4 separate regions of the Zea mays genome follow, and regions 1, 2 and 4 are each linked to region 3. A link is a contact called in public Hi-C data. All regions are on one chromosome and are shown on one strand. Each heading gives the region's core, a stretch centred on a gene start, on an enhancer-like site or on the middle of the called end of the contact. The rest is flanking DNA. Distances are from core to core; before and after follow the strand shown.

Region 1 (3,433 bases), core at 236-2,735, 190 kb before region 3:
TCTACACACGGTTTTAGGGTGAGACTAGTCAAATCACGGTATGAGTGATGGCATGGACAAGGCTGTCCACACTTGTCTACTAAAGCTAATCACAGTAATATTTTACAGTAAATAGTGCTGCACCGGTTACTGGATGCTGCATCTTTTGGTAGAGTCCTCTCTGACCTCAAATGAGGAGTCAATGCCGTTCTACGCCAATGCCATCCAATGCCATCGCGCGCTCTCTCTCTCTCTTTCACGGTGGCGTTGTGCTGCTGTTCATTTCCTCGCGCCACAGTCCGGACAAAAGACAAAGGAGATAGGTGTATTTGACATATATTGACAAAAAATATAATAGTTTGTGTAGGGTTGAGATATAGAGTAGTTATGAATCTGAAAGTTTGGCTACTGTATTTCAAAATATTGATAAGTAGAACAGAATATTCTTTTAGAGTAGGAATTTAAAGTAACATAAGCGGGGATAGGCTAAAGCTCTTTACCGCAGAATCTATAAACGATAGCAGGTTAAAGGAGAATGTAGTTTATCCCCGCTAGGCATGGACCGAACTATAATATTGAACATAAATATATGGTATGCCTAGTGTATCTCCTCTCAGTCAGAATTTTTTTTGGGATATTTATGGAACCATCAATATATTACTTGAAAACGCAAATCACAAATGACGTATGCAAGATATGAATTGGTAAAATAATAGAACTTTTAGAAGCATATTTAGATACACGCCGTTTTATTAGTTCAACTGAAACATCGCGGTCCAATGGCACCTTTTTTTATTCTTTTGACATCTAAATTATAAATCGAACCGCATATATTCTTTTTATACTAGAGCATATTTAAAACCTTTTATAAACATTAAATATATAAACGTCTCATTCCAGACTCTTTAATATGTAAGTTAGTTTGACTAGCCAGAGTAGATAGCCAGTGAGGAGTTAATTTAGAGAGACGGATAACTTAACGAGTTGGATCACTAATTTGTTGGAAAGTTATTTTATTATTGAGTAGTTAAAATTTAGCTTAATAAGTCATTTGACTAGTCTTTTAAAGATACTTATTTTGGTAATTTCCATGCATGTGGATTAAAATTGTGCTTCTCAATGCTTACGACTGACCGGCAGCGAGCCAACCATAATTTTTTATAAAGTATCTCTCCAAAAGACTAGTTAAATGGCTTATTAAGCTAAAATTTAGTTACTCAATAGCAAAATAACTCTCCGATGGACTAGCTATCCAACTCATCAAGATGTTCGGCTCTTCAAATTAGTCCCTTCTCTAGACACATTTGGCTAGACAAACTAAAGAGAGAGTATGTTAGAGTGTGATGCTATATATAGGGTTATTCAATTTTGAATAAGAAGTAGATTTTAGTCCTTCTAACCATCTTCTATTTTATGCCTCTCAAACTAGCATATAGAATGTAATTTTCATGAAGAGGTAAATAGAACGTTAAATATAGATTAAAAATGAAGAGTCATTTAAAAGCGTGGACTGTTTCTCCGACGGGTCAAGCCCGACGCAGTGCACGGTCTCTCCGTGTTTGGTACCCGCAACAAGTTCTCGCTTTCCAACTCCATTTCCGGTCGCTTCCCCAACCCCCCTCATCTTCTCACTTCCCCAGAGTCCGAACTACGAGCGAGCGGCTGCGATTCCCAGCGTCCGAGCGCCCCGGCGCCGGTCTCCTACGCGGGGAAGGACCGGCCTCGGACTGCTACGGCGCCGGATGAGCGAGCAAGTCTGTTTCTTGGGCAAGCTATCGGTCGATGTGGCAGCGGAGTAGAGTACTGGACGGGCGGGGCCACATGAGGTTCGGCTCCGGAAGGGTGGAAGACGAGATGGCGCTCACGAGGCAGAGGACCGTGAGGTGAGCACAGCGCAAGAGTTACCTTGCTATTTTCCCGTTTGAACGTGAACCTCTCAGAATGTTTGGGTGGCCTGCGAGTGGTTGTTAGCCTGCAGGCTGCAGGTGATTAGGTGATGGAGAGCATGGGTCAAGCCGCAATTTCTTGGCTTTGGAGGGGATGGGAGGAACAACTCTTTGCTTGGGTTTCCTAAGCTGGATGTTCCCGTGCTCTTGGTGTCTCGGACTTGTGTGTAGTGTATGTAGCTCGTGAGTCGTAGTCCTTGTGTGAAGCTTGGAATTGAGGGTTTGATTTTAGCTCCTTGAACTAGGATTATCGACCTGACCTGAGAAAGTTAGCAAAAACAGTTGGATACTAAGACTATCCATATGGCGTGATTTTGTTAGCTAATTGGAGTTATAGTTTAGTTCCTGGGTCAGTAGAATTAGATAGGGGGCTAAGCAGCATATGGATGGATAGGATAGCAAGATATACCAATTCTGGGTGCCTGATGGCGACGAGCGGATAACTGATACTCCTAAGAGCAAACAATCCCTGAAGTGTCCAGTATGCTATTTTTGTTGTTTACTTTAGGGCAATCCTAATGCTATCTTCTTCACCAACAGATTCCATGATGAGAGGGCGAAGGCAACCATACCTATTCACCAGAAGCAGCATGGGCTGGCTGCTAGCAGGCTCGGCTTGGGAAGTTCGGGGAAGAACAAGGTCTTCGTGGCAGGAGACGACTTGTGGTACAACAAGATTATTGACCCGTCGAGCGACTTCATCTTGACGTGGATATACGTCTTCCGTGTGTCATGCTTCATTGCTCTGTTCATGGACCCTCTGTACTTCTATGTGCCTGAAATCGATTACAGGCAAACCTTTCATTGTGTCAGGAAGGATACACGCCTAGCCATCATCGTTACTGTGTTCCGATCAATTGTCGACCTCTTTTATGTCATCCAGATGATGATAAAGTTCAGGACTGCATATATTAATCCAAGCTCAAACTTAGGGGTTTTTGGTCGAGGAGATCTCATCACAGATCCTAAGGAAATCGCAAAGCAGTACTTGAGATCTGACTTTGTTGTTGATTTGGTGGCTTCTTTGCCTTTACCACAGGTAATTCAGCTCGTTTTTGAAACTGAATGCTGCAATCTGTTAAGTCTCATATATACTTTGTTCTTGACTTGTTTTTTCATTGAAATCATCTGATATCTGAGTTATAGCTGTAATCTGACTACCTAATGTACACCTTTTCTTCTTTCTTGCAGATCATTATTTGGTCTGTGATACCAGCTATCAAATATTCTTCGTCTGAGCATGGCAATGACATGCTGCTTCTGGTTGCTCTTTTCCAGTATATCCTAAGATTATACCTCATATTTTCCTTGAACGATAAAATCGTCAAAATTACTGGGGTGTTTGCAAAGACTGCTTGGCATGGGGCTGCCTACAACCTGCTGTTATACATGATTGCTAGCCATGTATGTTTTATCATTTCGTATTTTTGGAATTTGTCATATTACTTTTGGATGGTGCTACCATTTTTTTCTGCCTTGCTATCCTACAGTGGAATTTCTAATCATGC
Region 2 (3,280 bases), core at 461-2,960, 220 kb before region 3:
AAGCATCATTAGCTTAACAGAAACCAAACCATGGCAGATCCACCAAAAGGTGAACACGACCGGTGAGTCAAGCGGCACAAAAGCTGGCTCTGAATTTCACCGCGTCTTGCATTTTTGCGCTCTGAATCCTCTGATCCCTTCTGAATTAACAAGAGAGCTGATCCACGGAAACGGGCGCAGGGAAACACACGGGTGCTACTGCGATTACATCGGACAGTTAACTGGAACCGTGGTGGTTTCTCGTCTGGGGAAGATGAGCTCTGAGAACATCCAGTCCCCCCAAAAGGCAAGGCAAGGCAAGGCAGGCCCAGGCCGCGGGCAGGGACAGATCGCATAAGAACATTCTTGTGTCGGTGCTGCGTCCAGTCTCTGACGCTCCCTTTGGATGGTGGCCAGCGAGAAGCAGGCAGTACAACAAAGGGCAAAGCGCATCGCATCGCATGTGCGAAAGATGAATGGTTTCCGATGCTGATCCTTCTCCCAGCATCGCCTGACGTCCGCGTGTTTGGTACACCGGAATGTTTGGTTCAAACAACGATAATGATTATCAGTGATAACAAAGTTGAATAGACTAGTATTAGTTTCTAATGTGGTATCCGATTACGGTTAGTACTAAACAAATATGATTTAATATTATCGGTTATCAATCACGTTATAAATATGTAAACCAAACAGCACCTTAGCATCATTTTAGTAGTTAACCATAAAAGGTCATATGAAACTCAAGACTGAATTAGGTGAAAGGAATGCGACCAACGTCTCATGACCTTAGAGGTGAAAATGATGGAAGCTGTACAACATAGCTTAGGGCTAGTTTAGTAACACTATCTTTCCAAGAGATTTTCATTTTTCTAAGAAAATTAGTTTATTTTTTCTTAGGAAAATAGAAATCCCTTAGAAAAATGGTGTTTCTAAACTAGCCCTTACAAGAATTTACATGATTTTTTATGAATGCAAACTCATTTTTTACAAGATATAATTCACTGGACATATTTAGCTTTCAACATTAGGTGCAGAGCTGTAAAGGCGGGAGGACGCAATACGTAACACTTCTAATAGGCTATTTGGTTTGAGGAGTGACCCTGTCTGGTATTAGTGTATTCGGCATGTGTTCGTTCGACTATTTCTAGAGGAATGAGTAGATGTCGCGAATATACTAGCGCAGGGTGCAATCGTATGGCGGACAGATTAGTTCACTTCGTCAAACCAAACAACTAATCGAGGCTCGGACGCAGGATTCCGTAAACCAAACACGTCGTAAGTTCGGCAGTGCAATTGTTTGCTTCGTTTATATGTCAACAAATGCTAGAATTGATTTTTGAGTGAACTTCATTTGTGCGATGCTAGGACTTCGTAATATGTGGTCTGTTTGGAAATTCTACAGTGTATTATTTTTTTTCAAAAAAAGATGATCAAAACAACTTTATCTGCGTGCTGTAGAGTTCAACTTGAACAGCAGTCAGCAGCCCAAGCTGGCAAGCCCATAAGAAGCCCAGCCCACCAAAAACATCACACGGCTTCCGGGTCCAACCAAAAGTTCTGATTCCTAAACTGGCCCGTACTCCCGTCCAATCCCAACCCGGCAACGCGAGAATATATCAATCCATCCTCGCGTCGCGTGATCTCATCTCGCCCTCGCTCACCTACATCTCCGTCCGCAAGCGTCAGCCAGGCTGCCCCGGGAGGCCGGGAGGAAGCAGATCGGAGAAGGCAAGCCACGGATTTCCTTCTCGCCTTCTGGACCCCATGTACTTTTTTCCCCTGCCTCGAAACCCTAGATCTGGTTGATTCGTGGGCCGTCCTCCCCACCCCTCCCTCGGCCGAATTCCGCGTCTGGTTTTGGTCTCGAGTTTTAAGATCTGTTTGTTTTCGACTGGATTTTGAGCGATTCGTTGCTTTGCTTGGCGTGGCTCGTCGCTGATTCGAATGTTCTCGGTGGCTGTCTGCCTGGCTTTGCCGAAACCTAACTGCTGTCGATAACCGTTTGTGGCGAACGATTTGCAGGTGATCTGTTGTAATGGCTCGATTGTACATCGGCAACCTGGATCCCCGGGTGACCGCTCGGGAGCTGGAGGACGAGTTCCGCACGTTCGGGGTTCTTCGCAGGTCAGTAGTGCTCTCGCCTCAGATCCTTAGATTCGTGTGTCTCGTCTTAGAAATCCACGCGTGTCTACTTGTATGATCCCGTTCGGATGATAACCATAAGGACAGAATTTTGTTAGATATAGCGATCCTAAGCTGAAGTGTTGTAGGTTTATGATTTGGTGTCAGGTTAGTATCTGTCTGTCCTGGGTTGCAAGGACGATTGACTATTTCGTTAGCATGACAGTCACGAGTTGTACTGCAAATCGTCTCCTGTTTTACGATAAAATATACTGGTACTGTATATAATTGCCCTACCATACTTGGGAGATGTCGCCTTAATAATACGCATCATTCCCAAACATAACCTGTTGTACTTTGGTTGTGACAATTATTTCTTTGATTGAGCATGGTACGATTTGTCAAATTCACTGGTGATAGACCTTGGCTTACATTACTGTGGTCTGTGGGGGTTTACACTATCTGGATTCAAAATGAATGATATGGCCAGTATTTTGAACACCAAAGGATATGCTGTTCTGGACCCTGTACAAAGTTCTGTACCATTATATAATCGTTGAATGCATAGAATTACATCTTGCATTGATATATGCTGCTTGATGCTGATGATTTTGGTACACTTTTTTTCATGTTTTTGTGGAAGCAGTGTCTGGGTTGCTCGGAAACCACCTGGCTTTGCGTTTATTGATTTTGATGATAAGAGGGACGCAGAGGATGCAATCCGTGACCTAGATGGTATGTGATCAATGTATTGCTGTCAACATGTTATAAACCTCTATTGGTATGTTGTATCAGATGTTTATATGACATTCCATATGTTGTCGGTGTTATTTGTGAAGAATATCTGAGTTGGTACTAAATTACATTCAGAGCTCTATTTGGTATATGGAATATGAGTTTGGGTTTGGGCTTGGGTACACGCCTACCATCTGGTCACAGCTATTGGCTGTTGCAGGAGTAGAGAAAGTAGGAAACATTGAAAATGCTCATAATATAACAACTATAACTCAATTTATGTATGTTGTATGTTAAGCTTTGGCTCTGACAATTTGTTTGTAAAATTTCATTTAGATTGATGACACAAAATCAAGAAAGTCCTGTAGCCTGTTCATAATATAATACATATATCCTGTAGATAATGCTAGTCAATATCATATTGGAAACTGCATGCTCTAAC
Region 3 (3,412 bases), core at 747-3,246:
AAAGCCACTAAAAGCAAGTCTAGTGATGCTTTGAGTTTTGCACTGCGAGAAAATCAATTTTTAGAAAAAGCTGCTTTCTGGATCCAGCCATTTGGTTTGGATTTTGGCTTTTAGGGGGCAAAAGGCAAAGCCAAAAGCCAAACCAAACACACCCTAAGTCACTAACATTTAGTGACAAACACACACTATAAGGGCATGTTTGGTTCGCTGCCTAATTTGCCACATTTTTGTGCCTAAGGTTAGCTCTTCAATTTAAACGACCAACCTTATGCAAAGTGTGGCATAGCTAGCCATAAATAGGGATGACAACGGGTACATACCCGTCGAGTAATACCATTCCATACCCTATCCATAAAAAAAATCTACACGTTGGGTTACCTATATATGCTCGCGGGTATAAAATCTTACCCATACCCGGCTCCGCGCGAGTATTTTTACCCGTCGGATAACCCATACTCGCTAGAAAAGTCTTAAATTCCAATATATCAACCACTCAAAATTATTAAATAAACATAAAAAACAACTTCAACTTCACATATAACAAATCATATAACAAACCATATGATTACATAACGTGATATCTAGACAACTGATAGCTAGAGAAGAGTTTTATTTTAGCTACGATGGACTCTATTAGATGGTTATAGTGGTATTGATGCCGATATATTTTACTCATGGGTAGACGGGTATGGGTTGGTACTACCCGTACCCGTCTACCCAACGGGTATATGTTTTTACCCATTTAACATACCCGTGGGTAGAGAAATCATTCCGTACATGTCTTCATATCAGGTAAAACCCGTCGGATATTCAGGTTTCAGGTACCCATTGTTATCTCTAGCCACAAACTAAACAAGTCCTAAGCCTATCATTATGTGGCGTAATTGTCTAGCTTTTAGGGGTGGGCGTTCGGATTACCCGAAAAATTCGGGTCGGGTAATTTGGGTTTTGAGAATCGATACCCGAAATTACAACGGGTTTTGCAATACCCGAAAAATCGGGTACCCGGAATTTCGGGTTCGGGTATTCCCGAACTATTGTGTCGGCTTCATAAAAACACATACACCCTATTAGATTAGTATAAAAATATAGTTTGAATAATGATATACATGGACATATAAAACACAAGCAATCTACAATCACAAGTTATGCACACTTACACATAATTATAGATGTACAAATTAATAATTAAGTATGATATGAGTACATGACACATGAAAGTTCGGGTAATTCGGGTATTTTGGGTACCCGATTGTGATACCCGAATTACCCGAAATAAATTCTGGTTTTGTAAGTTGCTACCCGAAATTCCCGAACAAAATTCGGGTTTCGGGTATTTCGGGTTCAGGTATTCCGGGTTCGGGTTTCGGATTACGGGTCCTTTATCCAAAGCCGGTATTGTTTTCGCAGATAAAGGATTGTTATCACCATTGTTTTTTTTCTTGGTTAAGCAATTAGGGAGTAGTGCGATAAAAAAGAAAATACTAATACGCTTGGCAGTATCTGTATGGCTACATGAAATGCTATAACCTAAGTAGACTATCTCTAACAATTTATTTATAATATCTTATTTTAAACTTTACTTTACAAATACTATAATTAAATATTTTATATGACTATATGCACGATCCGCTGCTATAGTCTTAACCAACACAAAATATTCCGCTTAGATTTTCTTGTTTATTTACATTCTATAAAGCGAAAGGTGTTTTTAATAAGAAATACTGGCATTCCTGAAAAAATCCACTAGAAAGTAGAAAACGAGACAAGATCATAACTTAAATTTCATTATTAAAGAATACTACGGAGTATATGGACAACACTGAGGCTCGGAATCATCATCATTAATTAAAGCGTGCAGCCTAATCGATGATCTGTTTTGACACTGAGACAGTCAGACAGAGACCCGCAGGCCTGCAAGCACCGAGCAGCATCGCCCATCCGGCCATCCCCCATCCCGCATCCAAGGCCTGCCTCGCCTGCTCGTTCGACCTCAACCAAACAGACCCGCAGTGCGTTCGCCCCTTACCTTTTTCTTGTCCCTTTCACGGTTTCACCCCGCGTTCGCTCTCTCTCCCGTGGCGACGACTGGGCGGCCGCCGCAGCCGCCCTAGCCCGGTGCGGCTCTTCGTCGGGTCCTTCGCCGGCGACGGGCACCTACCAGGTATGTCCATCCTTCTCTGCCCGTCCTGCTGTGCGAAATCGAGCACCAAACCCTAAGTGAACCTACCTGCCTATCTGTACCCAGATCTGATCTAATTACAACTGCACACATGTATTATACCTACTGATTTCGATTTTTTATTGCAAAAATTATCGGGTGTACATGTGTACACCCATATCCTTTACTGGGTCCGCCCTGTATATCCATGGCAGGATGAAGACGAGGATAGTGTACTCCAGGGAGTTTCTGCTGTCGCTTGGCGAGTTGGAGCATTGCAAGAAGCTGCCCCCTGACTTTGATGCAGCGCTGCTTAGGTCATTTTTGCCTTGTTTTCTGCTGCTTAGGCCTTTTGCCCAGTGGCCAATGGGATTTCTACTGCTTAGGCCTTGTCTTCTACTGCTTAGGCCTTTTTCTTCTCCAACAGTGAGCTGCAGGAGCTGTCAGCGGGTGTGCTTGAGAGAAACAAGGGCTACTACAACACATCCCAGGGACGGCCAGATGGGTCGGTGGGATATACTTACTCTTCTCGTGGTGGGAACACTGGAGGGAGGTGGGATACTCGCTCATCTGGATCAAGTGATCGGGATGGGGAACCTGATCGTGAGTCTCAGACACAGGGTAAAATTACTCTTCTGTTTGTGTAATGTTTTGCATTAGTCATTACGTTCTTAAAGTTGGCAGTCTATGATTTACTGGTTTAATTGGTTCTCTGTGGCCATTTTGCCTATGAGGCTATGGTATGATATTCATTGTATTGTGGACTTGACTTTCAGATAGTCTATACAAGTACATGAGTGCATTGATTTCACCAATAGTAGACCGAGGGAGTTGGAGAACAATCATCTGCATGGTCATTGCTAATGAATCATGCACATTTACTTCCTGCTGCCCATCCTGTTTATGGGCATATTAGGAAAGTGGGTTGCTTATTTTATGCTGTGGGGTTACTAATGGTGCCATGCAGCAGGGCGTGGTGCAAACCAGTACAGACGCAATTGGCAGAACACGGAGCATGATGGCCTACTTGGCCGTGGTGGTTTCCCTAGGCCATCAGGATATACTGGGCAGTTGTCATCAAAGGATCATGGCAATGCGCCTCAGCTAAACAGGACATCAGAACGCTACCAGCCACCACGTCCTTACAAGGTTGGTGCCTGCATGCATGTACCCTGTCTTCCTTTCACCATCTTAGTGATTGGCGATCTTTAGAATTTTCATAAGTACCTCTCACATTAATTACAGGCTGCT
Region 4 (3,058 bases), core at 102-2,601, 210 kb after region 3:
TTTTGAACTAATTTCTGTAAAATTTCTATGCTATTTCTGTAAAATTCCTGTGTTTAAAAAAGCCCTTAGATCTGTCCCAGAAAATCCGGAGCCAAAGCTGTTGCATCTGCTCTTCATTCCTCTTAACCCAAACATGCCCTTAGGGCTTTGCGTCATCATTGGAATAACCAAGTACAGTGTATTTGTATCATCCTCGTTGAAGTTCTGTAGTTTGCAGCCGAAGAGCGACGAATGTCGCAGGGTCGCCACTGGCTGGTACCGCATGGTCAGGTTCATGTTTATCTTGCTAGCACTCACCCTGCCACCCCTGGTCTGAAGACATCCCCCATTATCCCCGTGTAAAGAAACTGGAAGGTGAGGTCGAAAGGTTCTTCAGTTCATTGATCTTTGCCATCTTTCTGGACACAGGTGCGTGATCGCGTATAACTCTTTTAACGCACGTGGTCTGGAAGGTGTGCAGCGATGACCTTTACAGCTTCTTTCGGTAGAGTTTTGTGCCTTATAGTCAATGATCACAGGTAGATCACCAAAGACTTCATGTGTTGACACGTCGCGTCGTCCAACCTTTCTGCTTAGCTGATCGTTCGAATTTCGAGCACGTGAGGTGATAGCGGGCTTGGGTTGCAGGTGCGCGTTGCAAGATTCTCCCTGAACTAGGATGATTTGAACCTGAGATTTTTACCGTTTTAATCAACACGCGCGCGCCGTGTATTGGGGGCTTGTTGCTTGGTGATGACATGATTATCCACGTTTCTCTACTTAATTGTTACGCGTTGCTAATTAATGTATAGTTGACAAACTGGTTGAATAATAATTTGTTGAAGACTCTTTAGCTGTAAAATCAGTTCGTCTATTAGCTCTTCTGTGGATGCATTAGAGCTGATTGGAGTTTAAAAAAATTAGCTAGATAATAATCAGCCTTGATATCGAGCACGCCTTTATTAATAACAAAAAATAAATCGTGTGTCGCTAGCGTGGTACAATTTTTGTGGATACCAAATCCTTGGGAAGTCAGGAAGGCACGTAGGAGGACCGTGTACGAACGGGAAAGAGGTACTACATGTACGGGTCTTATTTACCAAAACTGTATCATGGGGAACAGTCGGACGGACAGTGCCCCCAAAATCATTCGTAGCATGCTTCATTAATCACGGTACGGCGCGGCAGCAGCAGACGGTGAAGGTCAGCACGCCACGGTGCGTCTCCAACGAGGCATCGCGTCGCATCTCCACTCGTCCTCCAGCTGCTGGGGTTGCCGTCACCGTCAGGCGAGGTCGTCGCCTCGTGAGGAACAGGAACTCGATATTGCTTGTGCTTCCCGGTGGCCTCCGCGTTCGGTGTCCCGTCCCGTTCTCCAACCTGATGAGCGATCAGGCACTGTTCTCCAATAAACGGGCACCGCACGACAAACCCCGAGCGGCAGTGGGGAGGAGAAGAATCCAGACGGAGTCACGCAGACGCCATCACTACTACCACACCCGGCCTAACGAACTCCTCCCCACCCCAAGCCCCGCCCAGAGCGACCCACGCACCACGCCATGCGCCCGGGCGGCCTCCCGACCCAGCAGCCCGGCACGCCGGGCCGCGCGCGCCGCCGCCCGGATCTCACCCTCCCCATGCCCCAGCGCGAGGTCGCCACCTCCCTCGCCGTCCCGCTCCCTCTCCCGCCAGCCGCCGCCTCCGCCGGGGGGCCCACCCCGCCGGGCGTCACCGCGCCCGCCCCCGCGGCGCAGCAGCAGCAGCAGCCGCCCCCGCTCGCGGAGCTGGAGCGCGTGCGCCGCGTCGGCAGCGGCGCGGGCGGGACGGTGTGGATGGTGCGGCACCGCGGCACGGGGCGCCCCTACGCGCTCAAGGTGCTGTACGGGAACCACGACGACGCGGTGCGGCGGCAGATCGCGCGCGAGATCGCCATCCTCCGCACCGCCGAGCACCCGGCCGTGGTGCGGTGCCACGGCATGTACGAGCGCGGCGGGGAGCTCCAGATCCTGCTGGAGTACATGGACGGCGGGTCGCTCGACGGCCGCCGCATCGCCGCCGAGCCGTTCCTCGCCGACGTCGCGCGCCAGGTCCTGTCCGGGATCGCGTACCTCCACCGCCGCCACATCGTGCACCGCGACATCAAGCCCTCCAACCTCCTCATCGACTCGGCGCGCCGCGTCAAGATCGCCGACTTCGGCGTCGGCCGCATCCTCAACCAGACCATGGACCCCTGCAACTCCTCCGTCGGCACCATCGCCTACATGAGCCCCGAGCGGATCAACACCGACCTCAACGACGGCAGCTACGACGGCTACGCCGGCGACATCTGGAGCTTCGGCCTCAGCATCCTCGAGTTCTACTTGGGCAGGTTCCCCTTCGGGGAGAACCTCGGCAGGCAGGGCGACTGGGCCGCGCTCATGTGCGCCATCTGCTACAACGACCCGCCCGAGCCACCGCCCACCGCCTCGCGCGAGTTCAGGGGGTTCATCGCCTGCTGCCTGCAGAAGAACCCGGCCAAGCGCCTCACGGCCGCGCAGCTGCTGCAGCACCCCTTCGTCGCCGGCCCGCACCCGCAGCCCCTCGCTGCTCCTCCCCCGTCATGACCACACCACCATTTCGGCGGGTTGGGAGTTGGGACCAAAGTACGGATCTCGTCTCAGTTTGGCCTCCCTCCCTTGGCTGCAGGCAGTGTGGGACTCCAATCAATCCGGCGTTCCCTTGGATACAATACACGGATCTGATCCCTGATGTATCAAGGGAATTTGCTGGCCAATTTCGGGTTCTATCCTCCATCATCGACGTCCGCATCCATCCATGGTTGCTTCTGCTGCAGTTAAGGTCTCCTACCAATTTTGAGTGCTGTGTCCATCTCCAATTCTCCATCATCAATTCATCACCACGGTCGTCCTCAACCCGCTCCTCGCTGCTGCGATTTAAGGTTTCTTTCTCCTTCCTGTTGTTTGATGCTCTTTTCTTTTTTACTTCCAGCGATGATAGCATAACGAGAAAGAGAAAAAAAAAAGGTGTGTACAAATGATTTTGTAAAAGATCATATCATATGTCAAGTACAGAGAGAGGT

What was found. A called contact is a pair of places that touch in the nucleus more often than the background predicts.
Region 1: a Hi-C map of leaf shows a contact between it and region 3, with 8 times the contacts expected there. The contact joins the promoter of LOC103639734 here to the promoter of LOC100217186 in region 3. A contact is called at or near these places in 11 of 25 Hi-C or Micro-C datasets (bundle sheath, ear, endosperm and 4 more) and 2 of 3 datasets of contacts at active chromatin or transcription factors (leaf and seedling).
Region 2: a contact with region 3 is called in a Hi-C map of leaf, with 4 times the contacts expected there. The contact joins the promoter of LOC100282961 here to the promoter of LOC100217186 in region 3. A contact is called at or near these places in 6 of 25 Hi-C or Micro-C datasets (bundle sheath, ear, endosperm and 2 more).
Region 4: a contact with region 3 is called in a Hi-C map of leaf, with 5 times the contacts expected there. The contact joins the promoter of LOC100383746 here to the promoter of LOC100217186 in region 3. A contact is called at or near these places in 4 of 25 Hi-C or Micro-C datasets (ear, leaf, tassel and 1 more).

What each region holds. Positions count from the first base shown.
Region 1 is chr9:13,654,965-13,658,397 of Zm-B73-REFERENCE-NAM-5.0, reverse strand. It overlaps LOC103639734 (cyclic nucleotide-gated ion channel 17), which reads left to right and starts at 1,485. Exons shown (of 7, transcript XM_020544051.3): 1 at 1,485-1,862; 2 at 2,466-2,964; 3 at 3,117-3,329. The coding sequence starts at 1,762.
Region 2 is chr9:13,684,542-13,687,821 of Zm-B73-REFERENCE-NAM-5.0, reverse strand. It overlaps LOC100282961, which reads left to right and starts at 1,710. Exons shown (of 6, transcript NR_159534.1): 1 at 1,710-2,106; 2 at 2,750-2,838.
Region 3 is chr9:13,462,322-13,465,733 of Zm-B73-REFERENCE-NAM-5.0, reverse strand. It overlaps LOC100217186, which reads left to right and starts at 1,996. Exons shown (of 10, transcript NM_001359652.1): 1 at 1,996-2,164; 2 at 2,377-2,478; 3 at 2,589-2,782; 4 at 3,132-3,310; 5 at 3,407-3,412. The coding sequence starts at 2,378.
Region 4 is chr9:13,253,622-13,256,679 of Zm-B73-REFERENCE-NAM-5.0, reverse strand. LOC100383746 (putative MAP kinase family protein) reads left to right here and starts at 1,351. Exons shown (of 1, transcript NM_001176382.2): 1 at 1,351-2,810. The coding sequence starts at 1,539. The coding sequence ends at 2,582.